2 separate regions of the Sus scrofa genome follow, and region 2 is linked to region 1. A link is a contact called in public HiChIP or PLAC-seq data. All regions are on one chromosome and are shown on one strand. The core of a region is the stretch at or near the end of the contact, and the rest is flanking DNA. Distances in the headings are between cores, read along the strand shown.

The links. HiChIP or PLAC-seq counts read pairs in DNA pulled down with a chosen protein or histone mark.
Region 2: a contact with region 1 is called in an H3K27ac HiChIP or PLAC-seq map of alveolar macrophages. The contact joins two enhancer-like sites. A contact is called at or near these places in 2 of 47 Hi-C or Micro-C datasets (both in embryonic fibroblasts) and 1 of 2 datasets of contacts at active chromatin or transcription factors (alveolar macrophages).

What each region holds. Positions count from the first base shown.
Region 1 is chr6:87,615,775-87,622,618 of Sscrofa11.1, forward strand. It overlaps PUM1 (pumilio homolog 1), which reads right to left. Exons shown (of 22, transcript XM_021095736.1): 6 at 1,779-1,945. Among named protein-coding and RNA genes, the nearest start is that of PUM1, 68 kb to the right of the region's middle. Within about 2 kb of position 4,132, at least 2 of the 83 cell types and tissues checked have an H3K27ac peak or open chromatin away from gene starts, as enhancers often do. A contact at or near this core is called in alveolar macrophages, where this site is marked.
Region 2 is chr6:87,754,273-87,761,116 of Sscrofa11.1, forward strand. No RefSeq gene overlaps it. Among named protein-coding and RNA genes, the nearest start is that of NKAIN1, 68 kb to the right of the region's middle. Within about 2 kb of position 2,424, at least 68 of the 83 cell types and tissues checked have an H3K27ac peak or open chromatin away from gene starts, as enhancers often do. A contact at or near this core is called in alveolar macrophages, where this site is marked.

The sequences.
Region 1 (6,844 bases), core at 2,882-5,381:
CTGCTATTAATTTACAATTCCTTTAAACAAGGGGCCCAGATTTGATGAACACTGGATGAACTGGAAAAAAAAAAAAAAAAAAAAAAACATACTGCCTGTGGCATCCATGAAAATAGAGACCCCAAAATACAGGTAGTAAAGTATGTTCCCTCTACTCTTTAAATAGAGTCAATGGACAAAGTAGTTTCTAAGGGGAAATTCCACATCTGAGAATTATTCTTTTTTTTTTTTTTCAATTTTTTTAATAGGCGAAAAAAAATTTAATGTATTTTCTAGGTACCATGGGCCAATGCTAATAAAAATGTCTCCTCTTTTCCCCTTCTATGAAACTTTTAAGAAGACCATTACAAAATAATACAAAATAAATTCACTGTCTAGGCTAAGACCCTGCGCTAAGGAGACAATTCTAAGAATTAAAAGAAATGCGAGGACGTTACTTATTATTCAAATCAGGACAACCATAACAGCAAAAAGAAGTCACTATTAATAAATATCCTGGGACACAGGTACAAACAAACACTGTCCTGGCTAATCCAAGACACATGATCACTCTACATAAAAAGATTACAGGACTATATAATTCCAATTCAGACTAATATAGAAGAATATTTTATTCTAGTCAGGGGAGTGCAGCCTGTGGCTACATTCTAAGCCTAAAAGAAATCCTATAGCTGGTACAAATTAAAGTTCTTGTCATGTTCCTTGATACACACACACCCTACCACCACACCTGCCTCAAAGTCAAATACCACACAACAGTGCCACAGGCTGCTTGAGATTTTGGATGGAGAGGCTATCCAAACTCATCTGAAAGAACTTAGGTAAGTGTTTATTACTCTGTTCCCCAAATTTCTTCCAAAAACTGTACTTCTTTACACTCACAAGATACAAAAATGAGATTAGGAAGACTAAACAAAGAACATTGTTCTACAATGACCCATAATATATTTTAATTTTGACTCTGTGGATTATTAGAATGTGTTTGTGTTTAGACACACACATATTAGCTTTAGACTAAAATTACTCAAAATTAAATTCTCTAATTACACATAACTAAGGATTTTTAAATGTTTTAAACCATATATGATCACTAAAGGTTACCAAAATAAATAAAAAATACTTGCCAAATGTGAAGACAAATAAACATAGTATCTTTTCAATATTGTGCATATTAAATTAGAGGCTAAAACCTGCAAATCAAGCATGACCAGAGATGGAATGAAAAGCATCCATAGAAGGGATATGATTAAGAACAAGTCACTTGAGCTGCATCTCTGGTTCTTCAAAATGAAGAAAATGACACCTGAGCAACCTACTTCAAAAGGAGCTTTCAAGTCTCAAGTGAAATAAGTTTTCGACTGTTTTTCCCTCTACTCTAACATGCTAGGGGTGATATGACATACTCCAATTAGTAAGCCGTGACTTCTCCCCAATATAGTAATTTGGGAGAAACTTGGAAGAACTCCCAAGGCACCTATCCCAGGCGATTTTGGTATTTGAGAATCACTGAAATGATTTTATGGAATCATTCTGCAAATTATAGTGCTCTATACAAATGCAAAGCCTATTGTTTTGGCAAAACACCAGGCATGGACAGATCTTAGAAAATCCCACCTTATCAATTAATTCACAATCTTTGTGGTATGGCCTACACTAGACCCAATTCTTTAAAAAGACACATAGGGAGGGAAAAAGAAAACTAAAAATAAAAATAAAACTAAATCAAAACATAAACCCATAGCCCCCATTCAAAAATCAGAAGTGTAAAACATACAAACCTAAAATCTTTGACGTCTGCGTCAATCCCATTCTGCACTGGTAAACCATTGGTCTTGTCCATCACATCACCCTCCTCCTTCAAATCTCCTAGCTTATCTCCATCAAACGTACCCTTGTTCTTCTTTTCACCTTTGTCGTTTTCATCACTGTCTGCATCCCTTGGGCCCTGTTTAAAAAATAGCTTCAGCTTCACTAATCATTATTAACTAGTAATAGTGGGCAGCCACTATGGACACCAAGCTACACTAGATGCTAATTAGAACAGGATAGTGCCCATGCCCTTTCAAGACATTACAATCTAATTAACAGACAACACAGAGGCAGGAACACTGCAGAATGTCTTGCCAAATGGGGGAGACAGACATACATTTATGTTACAGAGTTTAGGACAGTCTTATCAGGCCCAATATCCCACCACCCCATTTTTTTCCTTTCTACCCCAAGCCCAACCACAACTTTGTATCTCTTAGTTCTACTTCTCTCCTCTCAAATCTAACTCTACATAACAGCACGACTCCTAGTAAGCCCAGGAGTGACAGTTAAGAGCATAGTTAAAAAGTGGTAAGCCTATAAAATGAATTTCCTACTTCGCCACTGCCTATGTAAATTCAGCCCTTACTTCTGAATATTGGGCTAAGTGTGGTCTAACATTATTCCAATTCAATTACTCTGTACATTTCATCTTGGGATATATGACCTGCCAATCTGTACCACCACCACCCCAGTTCCACAATGTCTCACACTTTATTGCATCAATAATTCACCGATCATCCTTAACTTGAATTTTTTAATCCTTCAAAACATGTTACATGTAACCGTGAAATTCTCTCACAAAGAGTACTCTAAAAAGTGTTTATTGGTTGTCTTCCAGTGCCTGTCTCTTAGTAGGGAGACTTCAAGCGAGCATGTTAAGCTGAAGCATTGACACAATAGAATCTACCTCTCAACTGCTTCAAACTACAAAGATTGAAAGACTGGACCTAAAAGAACTGACATGGTGCCAAGCACACTGATGTCCTGTTTTCTAAGGAAATTCAGCCTACCTCCTCTTACCAACATCCTAAGACAAGGCCTGGACATTTAAAGCAAATGTGTCTTGGTTTCCAAAAGGAAAAGGTTTGGTATAGTGACCTGACATGGTACAGAGAGCTTTGCAAAACTAAACTGAAGGGTTAGGTAATTGTGGCTTTTGTAAAACTAAAGAGAGGTGACCTCGCTTGTCCCCAGCACAGACTTCTGCTTTAAGAAACAAACAAATACACCTGCACCAAAAGAAAGCTCCAGGTAAGAAGTAAGATCCAATCAGAACATGATGAGAGCTACTGTACAGCATTTGAGTCACCATAACCAAAATTTCACTGAGCAGGGGGGGAAATCACAAATGGAAGCTCAAGTAGCAGACACTCTGTTGTGAAGAGGTAGGCCTGTAAATGCAAAATAGATATTCTCAAAGTAGTTCTTCACCACCTCTGGCCCAGAAAGACCAGACTCAGGAATCTTCACAATCTTGGACCTTATAAATACCAGTTCAAAGCCCATTTTACTTTCAAATCATTCTTTGCTCAAAAAAGACAGAAAAAGAAAGATCTCATGGCTAATATGAATAGAGGAACATACAAGAAGGAACTGAAAAGGAATACACAATTTAAGGTTCATGTGGCAATAAGATGTAAACTATAGTTCTGGTTCTGGCAGCAAATGAGATATGACTTTCACATCTTCTAAGTGTAAGACCGTTATTGATTCAAAAGGAGTAAGTAACAGCCAATTAAGCACGGAGATCCCAAACCAGATGTGGGAATATGACAGGATTCTAAAAACAAGAAGAGCTTTCAAAATGTCCAGAGGTACAGCTCCCCCTCCCACAGAGGTAAAACTGACAGAAGCTATGTACTCATTTTCATATCCCCAGCACTGATTATAGAGTGCCAAGCAGAAGCTCAAAAACTACGACAAGGAAAACCGAAATGATCCAAAAAACCCTGCAAAACTAACTGCTAAAATAAGAAGGATCCTCCCATCATTTTTATCACCAGGCGTCCAGGAGGTGGTGATAACTCTACCTGAATTAAACACCACTAATGTTAACAATAAAAAAGTATCAGAAGATCATCCTACCAACAACACACTTAAGTGATCATCCACAACTCTATAAATCAAGTCACAGACTCAGGAAGAGCAAGTTCCACTCCAATTTTTCACAAGGAGTTCAAAAGGGCTATAGTCAAAAATGGGAAGGAAATGCAATAAAGCAACAGTAGGAAGTTTCACCGACAAGAAAGAAATCTGGGTACAGAACAGACTCACTCACCAAATGAACATTCTTCATGATCTCTCCTCAGTGACCCTTCACGAGGGCTTGCCAAAAAGCTATTCCCCTTCTGTATGCCAAATGTTCTGGCCTGAACACTCATCACTAAGCTTACATTCTCAATTATACTGCCAAGGGCTAGATTTTCAAAGATATCCCTGGAATGAGCTGGTTTTTGCCAATAGTGTATAGTCTATTATGTAAAATACAGCTACCTGGTTCTCCACTCTGAACAGTCTATTAATGCTACAGCAGAACAACAGGTTCCTTCTATTTGTTGGTGAGGGACTTCCACACTTAATCTGGATGGAATACATGGGGTATTTTCAATGTGCAGAAATTAATGAAGATGAATATTTATGACCTGTATCCTTTCATATACATGGGTCATATTTCAATAGAACGTTTTAACAATTCAGTAAATCAATAAAAGCCCTAAATTAAAATAATTGACATGAAGCCTAATTTCTGAATGACACCAAAAGCACAAAGAAAGCTATTCTGTCCAAGGTCTATTATTAAGAGAATAACAGGAGTTCCTGTTGTGGCTCAGGGGATTAAGAATCTGACATAGTGTCCGTGAGGATTCAGGTTTGATCCCTGGCCTCGCTCAGTGGGTTAAGGATCTAGCATTGCCACAAAGCTCGCAGATGCAGCTCGGATCTTGAGTTGCTGTGGCTGTGGCTGTGGCTGACAGCTATGGTTAAAATTTGACCCTAGCCCAGGAACTCCCATATGCCTTGGGGGTGACCATAAAAGGGAAAAAAAGAGATAGAGAAATACAGAACACAGGGTTTAAAATCATAAAAATTATCTCTTAGAAATCTAAAGACCCTACAGAGAGAATAAAGGTAAAAATGGGCTGATATGTTTTATGGTATTCTCAAGTTGTTTTTAGGTTTTTTTTGTTGTTTTCAAAGGCCACACTCAAGGCATATGGAAGTTCCCAGGCCAGGGACTGAACCTGAGCAGCAGCTGTGACACTGGCTCCTTTAAACCACTCCGCTGAGCCAGGGATCAAACCCACGCCTCTGCAGCAACCCAAGGCACTGCAGTCATATTCTTAACCCATTGCATCACAGCAGAAACGCCTCAAAAGTTTTTAATGTTTAAGAGAAGGTATTCATAGCCATAGGATCTTTAGGAAAATACTAACACAGACAATACAGAAACTACAGTCTATCTCAACTGCTAACACTTACTGGTATTAGTATTTACTGGACTTTGAACAGGTCATTAAACCTGAGTCTTTAGTTTTCTTGTCTATAAAACAGGGATCATTTTGTTTAAAACAGAGCAGTTATAAACATCAATAAAATGATACATATGGAAAAGTTTTATAAAGTACAAACCATTTTATACAAATGTAATATACTAGTAAAAACTATACACTGGGGCAGTATTTCCTATGTAACATTATCTATGATATTAAGATTAAAAATCTTCACTGATCCCATTTAGGGATAAATGTACAGAGCCAATCTGGCACCGCCAGAGAGACAGTCGTTTTCACAATGCAGTGTGGCTCTATGGTTGGTATTGAACATCACAATCTTTTTAAATTTTACAAATGTCTGGGCTTTCTCCCAGAGATTCTTGATTTAACTGGTCTGTAGAGGCTCCCACAAATGTTTTTAAAAGCTTTTTCTTCAAATGAGCACTCACAATTAAGTACTGTTTAAGTCCAAATTTCATCCTAAAGGCAGAAGTTAGGTTTTGCTTTTTGTCAATATTACCTAGCACATATTAAGACTAAAAAAAGTCTATTAGATAAAAGAAATAAAAACCAAAGCATTAATAGAATTCTTTTGTTGTGGGCTTCCTTAGATGACTGTTAGGCCAAAGCTATAACTCAAACAAAGGCCTCAATGAGTGCTCAAAATGCAATTGGCCAAGCCCAATCAAAATCTCTAGAATGGAGCCAAGGAGTCTAGACAGCTCAGACCCCAGATCTACACAGAGATGGAGAAATATGTTCTGTCGCTAGAAATCAAAGAACTGGGAGAGGAGCAGGCAGAGAGAAGAACCACGTACTATGGAGGTCAGAATCTATCCATTCATCCAGGTTCCTCAAAAGGCTCACATAACAGGAGGAATACTTCAGGGAATATCTATTTATTCTGAATGAAGTCAGATAAATGAGGACTTAATTTCTCCTGTTATTATTACAAGACCTCACCATAAAGCTCCATTATGACAGAGGTCATGACATTCAATGAAATTAGTAATTTTCTTCCCTTTTTTCTAAAAAGAAATCTTTTGTGTATTTGCTTGACAAACCTGACTACAGAAATGACAACATTAACTAAAATACTGGTTACCCCTGTGTACACTTCTCAGTTTTTCAAAAAATGCCCCCAAAAAAACAAAATGCCAATTTTCTTTAAAGTTCAGCAATTTATAGCCCCACTAGCAATAAAAAATTTCAAATATTAGGAGTTCCCGTAGTGGCTCAGTGGTTAACGAATCCAACCAGGAACCATGAGGTTGAGGGTTCGATCCCTGGCCTTGCTCAGTGGGTTAAGGATCTAGTGTTGCTGTGAGCTGTGGTGTAGGTCGCAGATGCGGCTCAGATCCCGCATTGCTGTGGCTGTGACATAGGCCAGTGGCTACAGCTCCAATTCGACCCCTAGCCTGGGAACCTCCATATGCCATGGGAGCGGCCCAAGAAATGGCAAAAAAAGACCAAAAAAAAAATATATATATATCAAATATTAAAAAGAATAAGTTTGAAATTAGTAGTCATTTGAATTA
Region 2 (6,844 bases), core at 1,174-3,673, 140 kb after region 1:
AAAAAAACCAAAAAACCAAAACAAAAACCAAAACCCACCCAAAAACTCAGGTCCACAAAAAGATTGAGATATTCAGAATGTAATACTAGCCCCAAACTGGCAACCCAAATGTCCAGCAACAGAAAAATGGATAAACAAATTATGGTATGGCTATATAAAAATACTACTTATCAATGAAAAGAAAAAAATTACTAATCATACAATATGTATGAATCTCAAGAAGACTATGCTGAATGAAAGAAACCATTCTTAGGAAAGTTATTCTGTATTCTTTAGTTTATATTAAGTTCTAAAACAGGCAAATATATCCAGGATGATAGAAATGGGAACAGCGGTTACCTGGGATGGGAGGCGAGATTCATTGGGAAGGGACTTTCCTGTGGGGCTGCTCCGGTGTAGGTTACAGGGGTGTTTTAATTTTGTTGAAATTCATTTTGTGGAACTGCATGTTTAAGTTCTGTCTGTGCATTTCATTAAAGGTAAAGTATACCTCAAATTTTTTTTAAAGGTTTTTTATTTTTATTTTTTTATTTTTTGGGGTTTTTTTTTGCTATTTTTTGGGGCCGCTCCCACGGCATATGGAGGTTCCCAGGCTAGGAGTCTAATCGGAGCTGTAGCCACCAGCCTACGCCAGAGCCACAGCAACTCGGGATCCGAGCCGCGTCTGCAACCTACAGCACAGTTCACGGCAACGCCGGATTGTTAACCCACTGAGCAAGGACAGGGACCGAACCCGCAACCTCATGGTTCCTAGTCGGATTCGTTAACCACTGCGCCACGACGGGAACTCCTCAACTTTTTTTAAAAAAGCAGGAGTTCCCGAAGCTCCTTTCATGGCTAGCACTTACCAACCCGACAAGGATGCATGAGGATGTGGGTTCAATCCCCGACCTCAGTCAGTGGGTTAAGGATCTGACGTTGCCTTGAACTGTGGTGTAGGTCACAGACACTGTTTGGATCCTCCATTGCTGTGGCTGTGGTGTAGGCTGGCAGCTGCAGCTCCAATTTGACCCCTAGCCCAGGAACTTCCATATGCCTCAGATGCGTCCATAAAAAAAAAAAGTATTTGAATGCAGAAAGTTATTGCCTACTACTATCCTGTGTGACAGGATAACTCCAGGAGTGTGTAGGTGTGTGGGAGCAAGCAGGGAAGACCTTTATTTAAGTGAGACTTTAAAGATCTGAAGAAGGCAGGCGTTCCCGTCGTGGCGCAGTGGTCAACGAATCCCACTAGGAACCATGAGGTTGTGGGTTCAATCCCTGGCCTTGCTCAGTGGGTTAAGGATCCGGCGTTGCTGTGAGCTGTGGCGTAGGTTGCAGACACAGCTCGGATCCCTTGTTGCTGTGGCTCTGGTGTAGGCCTGTGGCTACAGCTCCAATTCGACCCCTAGCTTCGGAATCTCTATGTGCTGTGGGAGCAGCCTTAGAAAAGGCAAAAAGACAAAAAACAAACAAACAAAACAAAAATCTGAAGAAGGCAAAGAATCGTCCTGCAAAGTGGGATGAAAGGAAAGAGGTGAACTTTAGCTAGCTTTTTATCAGTGGAGACTTTCCAAAGCCAACCACCTAGCATTCACTTTGTGCCTGCAGCTTTCATAGCTGTGTTTTCACAGTTAATCTCCCAGCAGAGTTCCTTTCTGCAGCGGAAAGGAATCCCACTAGGAGCCATGAGGTTGTGGGTTCTATCCCTGGCCTCACTCAGTGGGTCAAGGATCCGGCGTTGCCATGAGCTGTGGTGTAGGTCGCAGACACAGCTCGGATCCTGAGTCGCTGTGGCTCTGGCGTAGGTCGGCAGCTACAGCTCCTATTGGACCCCCTAGCCTGGAAATCTCCATGTGCCTCGCGTGTGGCCATATTGAGAAGAAAAAAAAAATTAATCTCCCAGCAACAGTGATCAGCATTTTGGCTCCCATTTTACAAGTGAGCAAACTAAGGTACAGGGAAGACAAAAGAATTGCTCAACGCCAACGAGGACGTGGCAGGAGCCAGGTTTCAGGGCTGCAGATTTGGTGTCATGGTCCCAAACCGTAACCTGAAACATTAACCACAGACTCTCCAGGTTGGGAGGGCTAGAGCAAAGGAATGTTCTATGGAACAAAAGAAGGGCTGGGCCGGCGCGATCGCACCTCCCACCTCCCCAGGCGCCAACCGCCAGTCCTACAGGGAGGATAGGGTGCGGGTGGAGGCGCCAAGGTCCGGTTCCACTTTGCTGAGTCAGCGACTCCCAAAACCGGCGGGTTGGCTGTGGAACAAAGGGAGTCCGCGGGGCGAAGGGGTGGGGCTCGAGCCGGGAAAGCTGGAGTTGGAGAGCGGCGGCCAGGCTCGACCCGGGAGACCGGGCGGGAGCGGCCGGGTTCAGAGAGGGGTGGGCGGGGCCCTCTCTGAAGGAACTAGGCGGGGCTGGGAAGAGCCGGAAGCGGGGGCGAGGCGCTCCTTGAGGGGTGGGGCTGGAGGCGGGGCCCAAGCTCCGGGAGCGGCGGGCGGGAGGGACCCTATGGGGCGGAAGGCGGGAGGTCGGAAGGGGCACGATGGGCGGGGCCGAGGGCCAGTCGCCGAGGCCCTGGACTTTTCCAGGACGCTGCTAGCTCCACAGCCTCCCCTGCTGGTCCCCGCCGGAATGGCCGCCCTGCGGACCCGGAGGTCCGAGACTCTGCTGAGCCTTGCGGCAAGTCCTTCCCCCTGCGTGGATGCTGCTTCCTCTCCTATGAAATGATGACCACCCGCCAACCCTTAACAAACATGTATTTTGTATTTGCTCAAAAGAACTGTACTAATCACAGTGTGTAATTATCTTGTTTTTACTTTTTGGTTGTTTTCGTCTTCCCTGAGACTGTAGGTAGGCCCTGATCTTGCTCACCACTGTGTTTGCAGTGCACAGCACTGGTGGGTGGTAGGTGGACAACTGTTGGATGAATGGATGTGAATATTAGACATCTGTCTGAAAAGTGCCTCTTCTACCAGGAGATTTTCTTTTGGGTTTTTTTTTGATTTGTTTGTTTGTTTTGTCTTTCTCTCTTTTTAGGGCCGCACCCGAGGCATATGGAAGTTTCCAGGCTAGGGGTCGAATCGGAGCTTCAGCTGCTGGCCTACGCCACAGCCACAGATGCCATCGGCCAGATCCGAGCCGCATCTACGACCTACACCACAGCTCATGGCGACGCCAGATCCTTAACCCACTGAGCGAGGCCAGGGATCGAACCCAAAACCTCATGGTTCATAGTCGGATTTGTTTCTGCTGCACCACAATAGGAACTCCTACCAGGAGATTTTCATCCAGCTCACCCCCTCCAGGTTTTCCAGGTGTTTTCCCTGCCCCCTTACTCATCTTTTTCCAGTTTGTCCCACAGATCCTCCAAAATTCTTCTCACCCTGTATGTAGAGCCTGTTCCATTTTCTCCAGCCCCTATTCCCAAATGCATCTACAAATCCAGCTCCCCCAGAAATTTAGAAGAAACAAGAGAGCTACTCTATTAAGCATAGGGTTTTTGTTTCCTTTTTTTTTTTTTTTTTTATGGCCTAACCCATAGCATATGGAAGTTCCTGGGCAAGGGATGGAATCCCAGCCACAGCTGCAACCTACACCACAGCTCTAGCAAAGGCAGACCCTTAACCCACTGCTCCACAGGAGGAACTCCACACAGTGGTGGTTTTCAATGTCCCCAGAAGCTCCCATTGTGGCTCAGTGGATTAAAAACACATCATAGTGTCCATAAGGATGCGGGTTTGATCCCTGGCCTTGCTCAGTGGGTTAAGGATGAGGCGTTGCCTCGAGCTGCAGCAAAGGTCACAGATGCAGCTCGGATTTGGTGATGCTGTGGCTGTGGCATAGACCAGCAGCTGCAGCTCCAGTTCAACCCTTAGCCTGGGAACTTCCATATGCCTAATAAATAAATAAACAAACATCCATTATCATTTCACCCCTAGTACACTGTACAAGTCTTGGCACAGTAGGAGTTGAGGCTACACATGTATTAAATGCAGCGGAATGGAGAGACTTTAGATGATGTGACAGATTAAAGTTGATCACAGATTCTTCGCCAATCCTCTTATTAAAAGGTAGAGTCAGGGAGTTCCTGTTGTGGCTCAGCAGTAATGAATCTGACTAGTATCCATGAGGACACAACTTTGATCCCTGGCCTTGCTAAAGATCTGGCGTTGCCATAAGCTGTGGTATAGTTTGCAGATGCAGCTCAGACCCTATGTTGCTGTGGCTGTGGTATAGGCCAGCGCCTATAGCTCTGATTTGACTCCTAGCCTGGGAACTTTTGTATGCCATGGGTTTGGCCCTAAAAAAAAGGTATGGTCAGTGGTTTCATTGGCTGCTCTTTTTTTTTTTTTTTTTTAAGGGTGGAAGTTCCCAGGCTAGAGGTTGAATTTGGAGCTGCAGCTGCCAGTCTACACCACAGCCACAGCAACAGCAACGTTGGATCCTTAACCCACTGAGCGAGGCCAGGGATGAAACCTGCATCCCTGAACATTAAGTTGAGGTTCTTAGCCCACCGGGCCACGATGCTGACTCCTTAAGCCATTAAGTATTTAGGTTGATTTGTTATGCAGCAGTAGGACAGGAACAGAGGGAGCAAGCCCTTTGGGGAGCCAGACCAAGGAGGCTGGCTGGGCCACCACTAGGACTCAGGAGGGCAGGTGAGTGACACCCTGATGGGAAAAGGAAAGCAATAAGAACATCATTTGCACCCTGACAGACCTGTGGCTGGAGGGACAGGCAGTGGTGGCCGCCCCACCTCTCCCTGGCTGGCCCAAGCAGAACGAGTCCTTGGTGATCTACAACATTGGCCTCCCAATGGAGGTGATGATGTACCTTGTACTGATGCCATGGGACAGTAGGGTACATATATATTGAGTTTCTACTGAGTACTGGGCACTGATGCATGGTTCCTTACAAACCCAGTGCAACCCAGGGGGAGAGTGAGTGAGCGAGCGAGCGAGCGAGAGAGAGAGATGTGTGCAAATAACAGGTCTGCATGCATAAAACCAAGGCTTGGAGAGGGATGGTGATTTGTCCTGGGGGCAGTGCTGGGATTGGAGCCTGTGTCGCCTGTTTCAAAGCTCCATCTCTAAAGGAGTTCCCTGGTGGTCTAATGGTTAGGATTCAGCACATTTACCACTGCGGCCCAGGTTCCATCTCTGGTCTGGGAACTGAGATCCCACATCAAACTGCTGCACACCATGACCGAAAACACTTCAGCTCTGGAATTGTGGCCTGGCCACATCAGACGGGTCAGAGGGCCTTGAAAACCACACGGCGATGGTGGTGACCAGAGTGCCCAGTGGGGCTGATGTGTGCATTCACCCTGGAGGAGGGGCTGCGGTGCCCCCTGCTGGAATGAGGGCTTTTTTATTTTTCCCACAGAGAAGAGAATGGGGAGTGTGGGGAGCCCAGGTCCCCTAAAGCCCAGAAAATTAGGCCTCTTGTTCTACCATGTCCACAGAGGGCAGGAAATGCTGCAGGACCAAACGGCAGAATCTCAGCTGATAGAAGAACAAGGGCTTTATTTATTTATTTATTTGCTTTTTAGAGCCACACCTGGAGCATATGGAAGTTCCCAGGCTAGGGGTCGAATGAAAGCTGCAGCTGCTGGCCTACACCACAGCCACAGCAACACTAGATCCTTAACCCACTGAGCAAGGCCAGGGATCAAACCCACAACCTCATGGTTCCTAGTCAGATTCAGTTCCACTGTGCCACGAGGGGATCTCCAAAACAAGGGCTTTAGAGTCAGAGACCAGGAATCCAGTCGCAGCTGTGTGACCTGGTGAGGGAAAGGGCCCTTTGCCTCACCGAGCCTCAATTTCGTGATTTGTAAAAAGGAATAACCACAGTATCCACTCTGCTCTTCTTTCGCTCATTCATTTATTCATTCATTCTCTTACTTGCTCAACAAACACCTACTGAGCACCAACAGGACCAGGCTGGGAGCCTAGGGTGCAGCCCTAGCTGCAGTGTGCCGGTGACATCCAGACCCCAGGCCAGTCTTTGCAGGCCATGGCATGGGGACAGAAGATGGTCTCCAGACCTGGAACACTTCCTTTCACTTCCAGAGGCCCTGTTTTCACTTCAGGGCAATGGGAGTGCTTATCACAGCGGAGGCTTGGAGACACCTCCTGGGGCCGCCTTTGGGCAAAGGCTGCAGAGGGGTGAGCAGAGTGTGGAGTGGAGAGAAGGCAGGAAGAGATGGCAGCTGGTTCTCAGGGCCAAGTCCTGTGACAGTGAGAGGGGTGCTTTGCCCATCGCCATCCCAAGAGGGCAGGCTGGGGCTGCAGAGGCAGATGGAGAAAGTGTAAGCAGCCCCCAGAGATGCCCCAGGCCTGGGAGGCCTCTGTGAGCACCCCTGGGGGTCAGAGCTGAGACTCAGATCCTACCAGACTGCTCCAGAGGCCTGGCAAGAAGGCCTCAGGCCACCCAAAAATACAATGAGTTCTTTTCCTGTGTACGGCTTCCTCTGTGTACAGCTTTTACAATTGCCAAAGTCCATACCCTCTATGGCCTGAAGATATAATTTATTAGGGCCATTTTACAGATGAGATGATTGATGCTTAGAACAGCAGCTAACTTGTCTAAAGTGACCCATTAAGAGTTTCCATTGTGGTTCAGTGATAATGAACCCGACTAGGATCCATGACGATGTGATGGATGGATCCCTGCCCTCACTGAGTGGGTTAAGGAGCCAGCGTTGCTGTGAGCTGTGGTGTAGGCCAGCAGCTGCAGCTTTCATTCGACCCCCAGCCTGGGAATTTCCATACGCTGCAGGTGCAGCCCTAAAAAAAGCAAATGAATGATGAATGAATGAATGAATAAAGTGACCCATTAAACAGATAAGAACAC